2 separate regions of the Sus scrofa genome follow, and region 1 is linked to region 2. A link is a contact called in public Hi-C data. All regions are on one chromosome and are shown on one strand. Each heading gives the region's core, a stretch centred on a gene start, on an enhancer-like site or on the middle of the called end of the contact. The rest is flanking DNA. Distances are from core to core; before and after follow the strand shown. Region 1 overlaps NCOA2 (nuclear receptor coactivator 2). Region 2 has its middle 75 kb from the start of NCOA2.

The links. Hi-C and Micro-C count contacts between places; a contact is called where the count stands out from the background.
Region 1: a Hi-C map of liver shows a contact between it and region 2, with 8 times the contacts expected there. The contact joins two enhancer-like sites. A contact is called at or near these places in 4 of 47 Hi-C or Micro-C datasets (liver and skeletal muscle).

Annotation. Positions count from the first base shown.
Region 1 is chr4:65,017,958-65,025,330 of Sscrofa11.1, forward strand. All of the region lies in intron 1 of NCOA2 (nuclear receptor coactivator 2), which reads left to right. Among named protein-coding and RNA genes, the nearest start is that of NCOA2, 67 kb to the left of the region's middle. Within about 2 kb of position 3,039, at least 16 of the 83 cell types and tissues checked have an H3K27ac peak or open chromatin away from gene starts, as enhancers often do. A contact at or near this core is called in liver, where this site is marked.
Region 2 is chr4:64,875,582-64,882,529 of Sscrofa11.1, forward strand. No RefSeq gene overlaps it. Among named protein-coding and RNA genes, the nearest start is that of NCOA2, 75 kb to the right of the region's middle. Within about 2 kb of position 1,695, at least 6 of the 83 cell types and tissues checked have an H3K27ac peak or open chromatin away from gene starts, as enhancers often do. A contact at or near this core is called in liver, where this site is marked.

The DNA.
Region 1 (7,373 bases), core at 1,789-4,288, 140 kb after region 2:
GATCCCTTCCTCCCATGGTCTTGCTGACCAGACAAAGAGCCCTGGGCAGGGTGTGCTGGCAGGAGTTCTTACCGTCTCGTTCTTCTAGATGTCTGGGAGGCAGGCAGTGTGACAGCTTCTGACCATGAGTGGCCCTGATCTGACTTTGGGAGCAGTTGTTCGTAAATCTTTGTCCTACAGTAGGAACTTTCCGTATCAAGAATGAATTCTACCCTCTCATCCCAGAGATCTAGGGCAAAGAGTGAGAGCTGTGTCTAAGTTCATGGTTGAAACTCGGAACATGGAAGAAGAAGAGAGAGGCAGTACTGTTACCTGATGGAAAATCTGAGCCTCACGTTGAATATGACAAGTGCTAGTGTTAGAGGAACTACTTTTCTCAAGGAAAAAAACATGTAGCATGTTTCTTTGCTACATGCTCCAGGATGAGCAGTAGTGGGCTCATTTGTTTCTGATTTTGTGTGTGTGTGTGTGTGTGTGCGCATGCAGGCGCGCGCACGCGTGTGCACACGTGCGTGTGTGTATGCTCATGCTCGTGTATACACATAATAGGCATTACTCTTAAAGTCCCTATTTGGTCCATACCATGTGTTAAAAAATATTTACAAGTTTTTGTTAGCACTAAACAGTAATGTGTGAGTAGCTCCTGGTCCGTGGCATCAGTATTTTTAAGGAGCACTTGTCTCTGAGTTTGAGCTGCTTTGTAAGGTAACTTTCTTCCTTTGGAGGTACCTTGTTCTCTTTCCTCACAGCCCCTCAGGAGTGACTCGAGTTTTCTCAAAACCACAAACACTATTCATAGTAGCCAAAAGATGGAAACAACTCAGTGTCTACTGAGGATGAATAAATAAATGAAGTGTGATCTCTGCATGCAGTGGAATACTATTCAGCCTTGAAAAAGGAAGGAAATTCTGACAACATTGATAAATCTCGAGAACACCAGTATGTTGAATGAAATAAGCCAGTCACAAACAGCTTATATACTTCAGGATTACACGCAGGTGACGTACTTAGAGTAAATTCATAGAGTCAGAAAGTAGAATGGTGATTGCCGGGGATGAAAGGCTGTGAGGAATGAAAATGGGGAATTACCGTTTAATGACTAGAGGGTTTCAGTTTTGTAAGGGCAAGAATTCTGGAAGATGGTTGCACAACCATTTGAATGCCCTTATCACTGTTCATCTGTATGTGTAAAAGTGGTTAAGACGGCAAAATTTATGTTTAAATTAAAACAACAACAACAAACCTTTCAGATTTAGTGTAAAATCTGTTCAGCTGTTGTAGTGTAATGTTTTCATTGACAGACACTTGCTGGTAGCAGCTGGCTCTACACTGGTTGAGAGCAGCTGGCTCAGCTCTCCTTTCTAGGGAACAGGTATTATGGTTCGAGTGTGAATGTGTTACATTCTGGAGAAAAGCTTATTGTGGACACTGAAAGAAGGAGTAAGCACACATGGGGGCAGTGTTCGCAGAGCTCATGGAGACAGGAGCGAGGTGAAAATGACCTTGGTTTACGTGGGTAGAGAGAACTGATGTGACCAAAACAAGTGTATTAAGTGCTGTCCACAGTCTTGATTTTTAAAAGCTTTCACTTTTTGATAAGTTTTTTGTCATTTTGCTTATATTTTACTTCTTACCACGTCTGCCAGGTTGAGTGTTTAATAGCTTCTGCCAGGGATTCAGATACATTCCATTTATTGGTATTTATTATAACAAGTGTTTTCAAGAAAGGTACTGTTGGAGTTCCCGCTGTGGTATAGTAGGCTAAGGATCCAGTGTTAATTTTGCAGCAGCTTGTTTCTCTGCTGAGACATGGGTTTGATCCCTCGCCTGGTGCATTAGGTTAAGGATCCAGCATTCCTGCAGCTGCGGCTTGTATTCAGTCCCTGGCCTGGGAACTACTTCCATATGCTACGGGTACGGCCAAAAAAAAAAAAGAGAGAGAGAGAGAGAGAAAGAAAGGTACTGTGGCTACAAGTTATTAGGATTGATGTAAAGGTCAAGCCAGAACCCCCTGCTCTTAAGAGCTTCCTGCTCTAAAAGAGAAGGTAACTGAAATACGAGATAGAGACTGATAAGTGATATAAAGAAAGGTTTGTGGAAACACAGACTAGAGAGATCTACTTCTCAGAAGTAACCTTGAAAGATGGGAAGGATGTTAATAGAGCGAATGGGGATATGAATTCAAGGTGAGCATCTTGACACAGATGTAGGGAAAGCTAGAGTGGTCTGCGCCAGGAGGGGCTGCGATCTCTGTGTCTGTCAGAGAACAAGACCTCATGTTGGTTGTAGTAAGCAGAAGACAGCAAAAATACTTTGGGGCCAGATCATGGAGAATTTTCAGTGTCTTATTAAGAATTTGAATTTATGTCAGCAGTGGGCAACTGTTGGAAGTTTCCACTGTGGAAATGACAAGTGTTGACACCTTAGGAAGCAGGTAGGCTGACTTGGTCTGACTGGTGATTGTTTAATTATAGAGGCTGATTTAGTTCTTTGGTGTCCATCTGAAGCAGGAAATTAGGTTGGATAAATAAACAGGGAGGATACAAATTAGTTGTGAAAAGTTAGAGGTGTTAAGAATTGATTCATTTCACAATGTACAGCCATTGAAAGAACTTGACATGATAAAAGCTGTTTTAAAGATCAGTTAGGCAGCAGTGTATTGAAGAGATTCTGTAGAGAGACTAGTTAGTGAAAGGGTTATTGAATGGTGGAATTTTGAAGAGCTGGAGGAGGGTAGAAGCAGCAGAAACAAAAAGGAGAGGAAATGGTGAAAAGAAGGAAGAAGTGAAATTCACAATTATAAGCATATTTCTGCACAAAGCATTTATTGCCCAATGGGATAGCTGACCAGCATTCCCGCTCTTAGAAAGGAGGTATGCCGTATTGGTCAGGCAAAGGGCATGGTGATGTGAACTGGCCTGGCTGAAGTGTCCTGGCTTGAGCAGGTCCCTGGAGGGCCTGGTGGCATTCAGCACCACTCAGCTGACACGGCAGATAATGCTGTCCATCAGTGTCCTGGCTTCATTGGCTGTGTCCACAGAGCGCCCAGGCCAGCAGTCCCCAGACCTCCATGCCCTGGCACATTGGTGAACTGCAGACTGTTCTGAATCATGTGCCGTGAGCTTTTGAGATGTTGCGTAAATGTTTTGCTGCAAGTGGATATTCATAGGGCCTGGTAATGTGTTAAAGACCCTCCTGAGCAGGTCGTTAGGGAAACAATTGCTGTGACTAAGAGGCTTCACCTATCAGGCCCACCAAGGACTGAGCAGAGTTATACTGCCTCACCCTTGGGTCTGTGGGCCCCAGAGACCCTTCCACCCCAATAGCAGCACACAGCTGGGGGATTCTGCCCTGCTACCCCTCCGCACCCCGCCCCCGCAGCCCTGGGGAGGATTTTGCAGCCCCTGTGTCATGGGGTCCCCCGGATGCAGTAGTGCCTGCTTCTTAGGATTCTTGACTTTGTTCAATTTGCTTTTGAGTCTTTTAATTCATTGACATTGGCTAATGAAAAACGCTAGTCTTTGAACATGGCTTGCAAGCAGCTGGCCAAGACAGGTCCTGCCAACTCTTTGATAAATGCTGCAGCCAGATATTGCAGTGGTTGAAGGTAGAGTGAAAAGAAGATGGAATTTGGTATGTGAAATCTTAGGTTTGAATCCTTGCTTTGCCACTAGCAGTGAAACTTCAGGCAAGTTTATTTAAACTCAATTTTCTCCGTTTCTTTATAAAATGAAGGTAATAATATTTACCTTTCAGGCCTGCTTTGATGACTTGAGGTAATGACTAAAATATAGACACTGTGCCCTGTGAAGAATAATTTATTTCTCATCTCCAGTGTGCGATGAGTTCGGTGCTTTTTACTCCTTTGTGTATTAAGCAGCCACATCCCAGGTTTTGTAAAGCATGTGTTTCTCTGAACTATGGACTTCTGGAGTTTGATCTTTAAAGATTAAATAGACTTACAGTATTCAGAGTGCCAAAGCAAGCATTGGTCACTTATGAGTTATTTAAAATGGAAAAAAAATTTGTTTGATTGAAGCATTAAATTTGCTGTTAAAAATCTATTTAAATAGCAATATATCTTATGTCATATACCTTAACGCACATTATAAGTTTTCTTTTTTAATAAAGTACTTGCCACCCTCCTCAAAAAATGGTAATATCAACAATAAAACTTATGACTAAAACTGTCACAGGGGATTTTGGTAGAATTTTCTATCAACTTCCATAGAAAAAGGCTCATTTATCCATCTAGAATTAGGAATAAGTTGGGGAAAAGTTTTGGTCAGACCAGCGTTCTTGAAATCCACTCAGTCTTACTGTTAATAGATCACAGTACCGTGGAGCATGTTCTAGTGTAGGTGGTTTTTTTCTAATTATTGGGCAGAGTTTTAAACCTGCTTACAAATCTAGCTGTTTGAATTCATAGTAGGCTTAAACTTGGCACAGATATTCTCTGCTCAGATACAAGAGTAGTTGTTTTTTAACCAAAAAAAATATTGACTAGCTTTTTTTCTTTTTTTAAATTCCTAGAGAACTGAAGAATTTTGGAGTATTTACTCCATCCAGTTTTAGCTACAAGCAATTCAGACCCCTTCAAATTCCAGTTACTATTTGCTATATAATCATGATTTTTCGTAAAAGATTTATAAATCTTAAAATGGTTTCTATCATCACACAGTGACTCTTTTTCGTAAGTGGTGTTTTTTCAAACCTTAATAAAGGAATTCACGTGACACGAATATAAAAGTAAATCCTGTTGACCTTAAGGGGACTTTTCATTCTAACCTTTTCGGCATCTCTGTTCACGTCATGATGTAAGTCATGGTTTATTGTTTAAAACTCTAATTTGTTTCTGTGTGAGTGAAAATACATTTTTTTCATACTGTCTTTGCTGGGACCATAACATCTCCAGTGATTTTGTTAACAGTATATTTGATTGCTGCCTTATAGAATATGAAGTTTGTTTTAGAAAATTTAAATGTAAGCATTGAAGGATAAAGCCTACATGAAAATGAAACTTAGCTTAAAATGAACTTGGATAAAATCTGATTTTTACTTTGTTTCAGTAGTGTGCAGTTTAATGCCAGAAAGAAATGTAGATATAAAAATAACATCAAAGTGTTAGGTTTTTAAAAAGTTGACAAATTAATACGTAGCAACCATTTTAGACATTAGCTTAAAGAAGGATTATCTCAGTTACATTTGGCTATAAATTTTCTTAGTGAACTGAAGAGAACTGTAAAAGAAAAATATCTCTATGTAATTTATACAGTTGTAGTTTTTCAAATTACTTTAACATTTTTAGTAGCATTTTATATTTGAGCAGGCTAGAATTTTGAATTACAATAAATTCAAAGACTCATTTGAGCTGTACTAAAAGTTTGAAGATTGAGATGATCTTTTGCAGTTACTTATGTGCTCTACTATGATGTATTAGGTTATTTTTTAAGCTTTTTTTTTTTTTTTTTAAATTTAATGGCTGCACCTGTGGCACTTGCAAGTTCCTGGCCTAGAGGTTGAATCAGAGCTGCAGCTGCAGGCCTGTGCCGCAGCCACAGACCTACACCACAGCCATGACAATACCAGATCTGAGCTGCAATGTGGCAATGCCACATCCTTACCCACTGATCAAGGCCAGGGATTGAACCTGAATGCTCACTGACACTATGTCTGGTTCTTAGCCCGCTGAGCCTGTTTTAAGCTTTTAGCATTCTGGCATTGTGTTGGTCAAATTAAATTTTGTTTTGTTTTAGGAAGAAAGCTTTATGCTATCGTTTCTATATGCTGAAACAATAAATAATAAATTTACTTTTGACCATTTTTATAAGAAAACAATTCTGAAAGTAATATGTTAAAACATTTTTGCTAAAGTTGTAATTTAAACATGGAGTTTGCTTTTTATAAGTAAAAGCTATGCTTTTATGAATAATTCGTTTGGGATTAAACGAATCCCTCCTTAGTGATAGAACTGTTTTCTATGTGGGCTGTTCTTAAATAAATGGGAGTATGAGAGGCTTTAAAACAAGTCAGCTAATGGGAAGTTTTTATTTAGGAGAGGAAATTACTAAAATTAATTAGAAACTATTAGTTTCTTATCCATATGCTTTGAAACATAACTGTCTTTTCCAGGTAACTTAAGATAACCAACCCCTAGGTGTTAGAATTGCTTTTATTTTATCTAACCATTTCAACCGGAAATCTTTCCTAAGTATATGTACACATTCATACCTTTTAAGATCATGTAAATATATTGTCCTTTTCTTGAGACTGCACATGAGTTCTGTTGTGTTCAGCTCTTTGCTTTTATACCATATGGGACCAGACTTATCAAATTTTAAAAACTTGAGTGTCTTTTCCCCATGTCTGTAGGTTATTTCTTTTTACTATTGGCATTTGTAAGTCCTTTGAGGAGTTCCTGTTGTGATGCAGTGGAAATGAACCCAAGTAGTATCCATTAGGAGAGGGTTCAATCCCTGGCCTCGCTCAGTTGGTTAAAGGATCCAGCATTTGCTGTGAGCTGTGGTGTAGATGCAGCTCAGATTTGGCATTGTTGTGGCTGTGGTGTAGGCAGGCAACTCTAATTGGACCTCTAGCTTGGGAACTTCCATGTGCTGTGGGTGCGGCCCTAAAAAGCAAAAACAACAAAAAAACATCCTTTCACCATGTTCCTGTTAATCCAAAAAAAAAAAAAAAAGGGCACTAATAGTAATTACCATTTTTGGATGTTTTATACTCAATATCAACTCTGTATCAAAAGTATTAACCCCATCCTATAGAGGACAAAGTTCAGGTTTTGAGGGGTTAAATAACTCACAAAAGTCAGGAAGCCAGTAAGACAGAATATGACACAGATAAATTTTTGTTAGTGAATATGGTACACCTTTGTGGTGAATACTCTGCAGATCAATACAGAGAACATTTCCAGCACGTCAGGGACTGTGTTTCCCTGCCCCTGTCACTATCTTCCCAAAGGTAACCACTGTTCTGATCCCAGTCCCCAGAGATCTTGATTCCTCCTAAATTAGTTTTACCTGTTTAAGACCTTTATAAAAATTGAATCATAGAGAATGTACTCTCTGGTACCAGGCTTCTTTTGCCCAGCATTTGCAAGATTCATCCACGTTGTAACATATAGTATGTTTTTCTTTTTTTTCATTGCTGTATAGTGTTCCATTGTGGGAATACATTAACATTTTTCTATTCACCTTATTGATGGATACCTGGGATATTTTCATTTTGGGCTTTTAAGAATAAAGCTGCTATGAACATTTGTTTATGTGTCTTTGGTTTTATACATGTTTTACACTCACTTCTCTTGGGTTTAAACCCAAGATTGAAACCTTAGGTTTTGGGAATAATGTAAATTGAGC
Region 2 (6,948 bases), core at 445-2,944:
AAACCCACATATGTATTTGCTGCCAGGTAAAGAAGACAATCTATTTCTATTTTGTGCATGCCAAATAAGAGGATTGAGAAATATTGTCATAGCTAGAGGCTTCTCTAAAAGTATTCTGCTAAGAAGGTAGGTTTTCATTCTTTTTTTTTTTAAATGATTTTTATTTTTTCCATTATAGTTGATAGGTTTTCATTCCTGACTTGAGGTTTCACATCTTAATTCAATTACCACAACTTAAGAAAAGCAGCATTTTATTCAAGAAGTATTCTACTGGAAACATTTCCTAGGAAAACAGCTTATTTGGTTGATCTTTGAAATACTTGTCACGTATAATAATAGCTGAAGTAAGTGTTAAAACGGTTTTACAGTTTTGGTGTAATCTGTCTGTAGCTTTTTCACGGGGAACGTGTAACCTTATTATGTCTGTACAGAGAAAGCTCAACAGGGAAATCACCATTTGGTTTGGACTTCAGAATGGACTTTGGCCTTTCCTTTCATGCCACAATCATAGAGCAGCTCTTGGGCACAGGGAAGAGAGCTCCAAAAAGAAGGAATGAGAAGCTCATCTATTCTTCTCCGGGGAGCAGGGCATACAGAAGTCTTTTGATGTTTTCTGTTTGTTCTTTTTAATTATGAATGAATATTTATTTATTTGGATCAAGCCTGCAGCACATGGAAGTGCCCAGGCCAGGGCTAGAACTTACACTGCAGCATCCACCCAAGCCACCACAGTGACAACTTTGGATCCTTAACCACTAGGCCACCAGGGAATGCCTCTTCCTTACTTCCTCCCTTCCTCCCTCCCTCCCTTTCTTTCTTATTTCCTCACTTATGTATTTATACACATTGCAAAAATGTCAGAATTCTTCCATAAAAAGAAATCTCCAGCTCCTCATTCTTCACTGCCAATTTCTTTCCGCAGGTAAACATTCCTTTTTAAGTCGTATTTTAATTTGGAGGTAATTAACATTGGTGCAAACATCACAAACTACGAAAAGGTGAAGACCCCCTCCCGCTTTTCCATTTCTCTACGGCAGGTAATTGTGGTTATTAGTCTTGTTTGCCCTTCCAGAAAGAACATAGTTTTAGAAAAGAATACATTTCCTCACAGTCCGTGCTCTAAGATAAATATTTACGACATAAAATTCATTAGAAAACTCAAGAACATTTTTTGGCCATTTCCCTTCTTTCTAGATGTAGTTTTAGAACAAAAGAAAAGAAAGGCACACAGGAGAGGAAGTCATTTCAAAGTCTGAATTAAGTAAATAAGTGCTTCCTTCAGGAATTCCCCTTGTGACTCAGCGGTAATGAACCAGACCGGTACCCATGAGCACGCAGGTTCGATCCCTGGCCTCGCTCAGTGGGTAAAGGATCTGGCGTGGCCGTGAGCTGTGGTGTAGGCTGTCAGCTGTAGCTCTGAGTTGACCCCCAGCCTGGGAACTTCCATGTGCCTCTGGTGTGACCCTAAAGAAAAAAGACCAAAAAAAAAATTTTTTTTTTGTTTTTTTCAGAAGGTAGTTTATTGCTTTGATTTGTCGGCATCTTAGGGAGGAAAGATTTTTCCTAATAGTACAAATAGGAAAGTGCCTAATAGCTTAGACCTGGCACCTGTTGTCCTAAGCCAAAGTTGTACATTGGCTTCAGACCCTGTGTTGCTTATAAACCTGAACCACAAACATTTCTGTGTGATGCAACTGTCCCAGGCAAAGGCCAACGGTTTTCCAGGAAATGTCCTCAGTATTGTGTGTGTTCAAGAAGTGTGTTCTCTGTGCTTTTCCAAGATAAAATTGCACTATTTCTCCACGTGAGAACATCCTTGCCAGGGTGGACGTTTTAGTCACCCGATCAAATGCACCATTCCAAATCTATCAGAGGGGCATTCTCATGCTAGTTCCAGCAGAATGTGGGTCTGAGGCTTAACGTGACTGCCCAGACTTTTGTTCTCGGCTTTCTCACTCTTATTGTTTTACTTTGCCTCTATTTTCTTCCATATCTGTGCAGAAAGGAAAGAGAAATTGTGAAATAAATACAGCACTGGAGGAAACAATATGTACACGATATGAACCGTACAGATTTTTCTTGAAACAATAACTTCTATTTAATCAGGACCTGAAAATCTGAGAACATTAAAGCCTTCAGAAACATTTTCTTCCTATTTTCAATCTCATTAACTTGCTATTTTATCCTCACAGTGCCCATATAATGAAAGGAGAGAGAACAGAGTATTATTGCCTGTCTATGCATGAGAAAGCGGAGGCCACGGCAATAGCCTAAGGGCTCAGGGACGCACACCAAGGCAGAGATACAATCAGGGAAAGAATTCTGAGCACCCGCGTCAACATTAGCACTGCTGAGAATACGCGTTTGTGGCATTCTTTCCTCGGCCTTTCACTACGTAGCTCCCCAGCCTACAATATCACTCCGTTCATTTTGTCAACCAGAAACCCACGCACAGAGGAGCTGAGTGTTCCCCCAGGTCACCTGGGCCCAACAGAGGAACTAAAAATAGTACGTGCCAATGCCAGGTCCTGATCCTTGCCTAGGTTCCTTTAACCTCATGTTCAGGGTTGCAGTATCAGAAGATATTAGAAGTCCATGCGTCTCCTGGAGTGATGGCTTCTCTCCTGCTGAGGAGCCTATTGCTACCACCATCCAAGGCAGACCCATCAATGGCATTGCCCTTGACAAAGGGCAGGTGGCAGGAATCCTGGGCAGCTGTTCTGGAAATTTGTAAAATGCCGAATACTGGATTATTAGGATAATTCAGGGCTAGGCGGTGTCTGGAAAAGACACATAGGTCAGGGGACAGGGGTTAGAGGCCTTGGGGAACTATCTCAATTTCCAGTTTACTTTGCTTCAGTGATACCGCCTCAAAGAATACCCACTCCCCCAGTCGCTGCGTGTCACTGCCTGTCCCGGTAAGGAGGCCACCGCATGCTGAATCCCTCAGAAGCCTATCGTCCCCAGCTATCTTGAGGCTGAAAAACCATTAAAATTAAGCAGAGTGAAAGAAAATCCTAGTAGTCTTAGGAACACTTCCATCAGAGAACAAATCCCTGGAGTAGTGAATTTTTCATTTTACCTGCTTTTTACTTGAAGGCACATTTGGGCTCCAGAGGCCTCAAAAAGTTACTCACCAGTGGTTTCGCCAGTAAAAGAGAACTTACTTTAATTGAGAAGAAACAAAAGAAAGGGGGGAAAGTTAGAAAGAGAGGGAGAGAACAGGCTTATGAAATTAATTAGAACAAAAATGGATGCCATTTTCTATACAAATTAGTCAACTGTCACCTATAATAAGCAGCTAATTTTGCCAGTTATAGTAAACTAATATATATATATTAATATATACATATTAATATATATTAATATAGTAAACTAATTTCATTATAGAAGTAAAAGAAAAATGAGAAAAAAATGAGAAATTACATATGAACAAAAAAAAGGAAAAATCACCCACAGAATTTCCCGTCGTGGGTCAGCGGTAATGAACCCAACCGGTATCCATGAGGATGTGGGTTCAATCTCTGGCCTCGCTCAGTGGGTTAAGGATCCAGTGTTGCCATGAACTGTGGTGCAGTTCGAAGATGCAGCTCGGATCTGGTGTTCCTGTGATTGTGGTTACAGCTGCAGCTCTGATTTGACCTCTAGCCTGGGAACCTCCATATGCCCCAAGTGCGGCCCTAAAAAGACAAAAGGAAAGAAAAGGAAAGAAAGCAAAAGAAATATCACCTACAATCACATCACTAGAGATAACTATTACCATATAATGTATTCAATTTCTATCATGTTTTCTTCTGGAGTTTTTTCCTTTATATATGTGTGTACGTATATTTACGTAAAATAGAGACCATGATACACATCATTTGGTAAACTACTTTTGTCACTTCACTATATAATATAAATATATTTTATGGGAATACATACTTATATACATAATTAATTTTAATGGCTGCATAGCCTTTAATTGTATGGATATACCTAAACTTACTTTAATCAGCATTCTTATTGAATATAGAAGTTATTGTATTGAAAATACAGTTTTCGGAGTTCCCGTCGTGGCGCAGTGGTTAACGAATCCGACTAGGAACCATGAGGTTGCGGGTTCGGTCCCTGCCCTTGCTCAGTGGGTTAAGGATCCGGCGTTGCCGTGAGCTGTGGTGTAGGTTGCAGACGTGGCTCGGATCCCGCGTTGCCATGGCTCTGGCGTAGGCCGGTGGCTACAGCTCCGATTCAACCCCTAGCCTGGGAACCTCCATATGCCGCGGGAGCGGCCCAAGAAATAGCAACAACAACAACAACAACAACAACAACAAGACAAAAGACAAAAAAAAAAAAAAAAGAAAAAAGAAAAGAAAATACAGTTTTCAATGTGGTAAACTGTTCTGGAATAAACAGCCTGATACAACTGACCTTACACATCCATTTGCTTATTTCCTTAATACAGATTCCTGGAAGTGATGTTTCTAGGTCAAAGAAAAGCACAAGTTTCAGGCTATTGACTCATTCGAACCATTTAAAAAATAGTAAGCAAAGAAAGTTGGAATAACTTTTCTTTTCTTTTTCTCTTGGCTATGCCTGCAGCATATGAAATTCCCCAGGCAGGGCTCAAACCCACACCTCTGCAGTGACAATGCCAAATCCTTAACTGCTAGGCCACCAGGGAACTTCAGGAAATAAAATCAGTTAGCCACAACATATTATATCAGAGGAATAAATGAAAAAGTATAACAGACAATATAAAGTTTTAAAAAATTATTATAGTGAGTAACTTTTTTTTAAATTTATTTTTATTTATTTATTTTTTTGCCTTTAGGGCCTAAGCTGCAGCATATGGAGGTTCCCAGGCTAGGGGTTTAATCAGAGCTACAGCTGCCTACCTATACCACAGCTCACAGCAATACTGGATCCTTAATGCAATGAGTGAGGCCGGGGATTGAACCTGCAACCTCATGGTTCCTAGTCAGATTCATTTCCGATGTGCCACAACGGAAACTCCCCCTCAAGTAACTTTTTAAACTATCATTTCATTTTATTTTATTTTATTTTATTTTATTTGTCTTTCATCTTTTTAGGGCAGCACCCACGGCATATGGAGGTTCCCAGGCTAGGGATCCAATTGGAGCTGTAGCCGCCAGCCTACTCCAGAGCCACAGCAACGCGGGATCCGAGCCGCGTCTACAACCTACACCACAGCTCACGGCAACGCCGGATCGTTAACCCACTGGGTGAGGCCAGGGATTGAACCTGCAACCTCATGGTTCCTAGTTAGATTCATTAACCACTGAGCCACAATGGGAACTCCGAAACTCTCACTGTAGCTTCCAAATCTTGGTGGAATTTGTGGGTGAAGGAGAGAAAGGAAATGTAGTGGGATTAAGGGATGCACCAAAAATCATCATCATCATCATCATCATCATCATCTATATAAACCAAACAAGGGAAAGAGAAGGGGACACGGAGGGAGAAACCCATACTTCCTACTTCACACCTTCAATGCTCTCCCCTCGGTTCCTCCCTAGCTTTTAGGCAAAATTCTGGGCTCCCTGCTATCAGTAAATGGACTCAGGCCTGAGGATTCAGGCCCCAAACTAATGAACAAATACCCATGCACCCACTAGCATTCCTATCCTTCTTGCTGTGACACTCACCAGCACACAGTCCTTCCCTTTTCTTAGTCTCAAACTTTTCAGCACAATTTTATTAACTTTCTATTTCACTTTCAAAATAGAAGGGAAAATAAATTTTTTTTTTGAGTTCCCATTGTGGCTTGGCAGGTTAAGGACCCACCTAGTCTCAGTGAGGACGTGGGTTCGATCCCTGGCCTTGCTCAGTGGGTTAAGGATCCAGTGTTCCCACAAGCTTTGGCATAGGTTGAAGATTCAGCATGGATGTGGCATTGCTGTGGCTGTGGCATAGGCCAGCAGCTGCAGCTCCGGTTCAACCCCTAGCCTGGGAAATTCCATATGCCAAAGGCACAGCCATAAAAAGAAAATTTTTTTCTAAAGTTTCTTAGAGTTATGAGGGGTAATGTTTCAAAGTATGTGATAAGGGCATTCCCATCATGGCCCAGCAGAAACGAATCTGACTAGTATTCATGAGGATGCAGGTTCCATCCCTGGCCTCACTCAGTGGTTAAGGATCCTGCATTGCCATAAGCTGTGGTGTACATTACAGATGCAGCCTCAATCCCTTGTTGCTGTGGCTGTGGTATAGGCAGGCTAGCAGCTGTAGCTCTAATTCACCCCCTGGCCTGGGAAATTCCATATGCCATGGGTGCAATGTTAAAAAGAAAAAAGAAAAAAGAAGTATGTGATAAATACAATTGGTTTTTTATTTTTTGGCTCCTGTGCCTGTGGCATGTGGAAGTTTCCCGACCGGGGATTGAACCCTCACTGCAGCAATGACAATGTGGGATCCTTAACTCACTGGCCACCAGGGAATTCCTACAATTGTTTTTTAAAAGAAATATTGCTTAGAATTCTAAGAAATTTAGGTCTTCAGAAAATTGCTGGTTAACGAGACCCAAATCCTTTTTGAATGCTCCAGAATAATCAAATCTTGCATACTAGGCTCTTTTTTTTTTTTTTTTTTTTTTTGGTCTTTTTAGGGCCTTGCCCGAGGCATATAGAGTTTCCCAGGCTAATGGTCCAATAGAAGCTGCAGCTGCTGTCCTACACCACAGCCATAGCAATGCGGGATCTAAGCCTCATCTGCAACCTACACCACAGCTCATGGCAATGCTGGATCTTTAACCCGCTGAACAAGCCCAGGAATTGAACCCAAAACCTCATGGTTCCTAGTTGTATTCATTTCCGCTGCGCCAGGACAGGAACTCTGGTGTAGTTCACTTTTGACTATAAATTCTGTTGAAATAAAGGGAAGTAATTTCTATGTAAACTGGAGTCCCTCTCTTTGGGACTTGTCTTAATCTTTTCAGATGGCTACAGC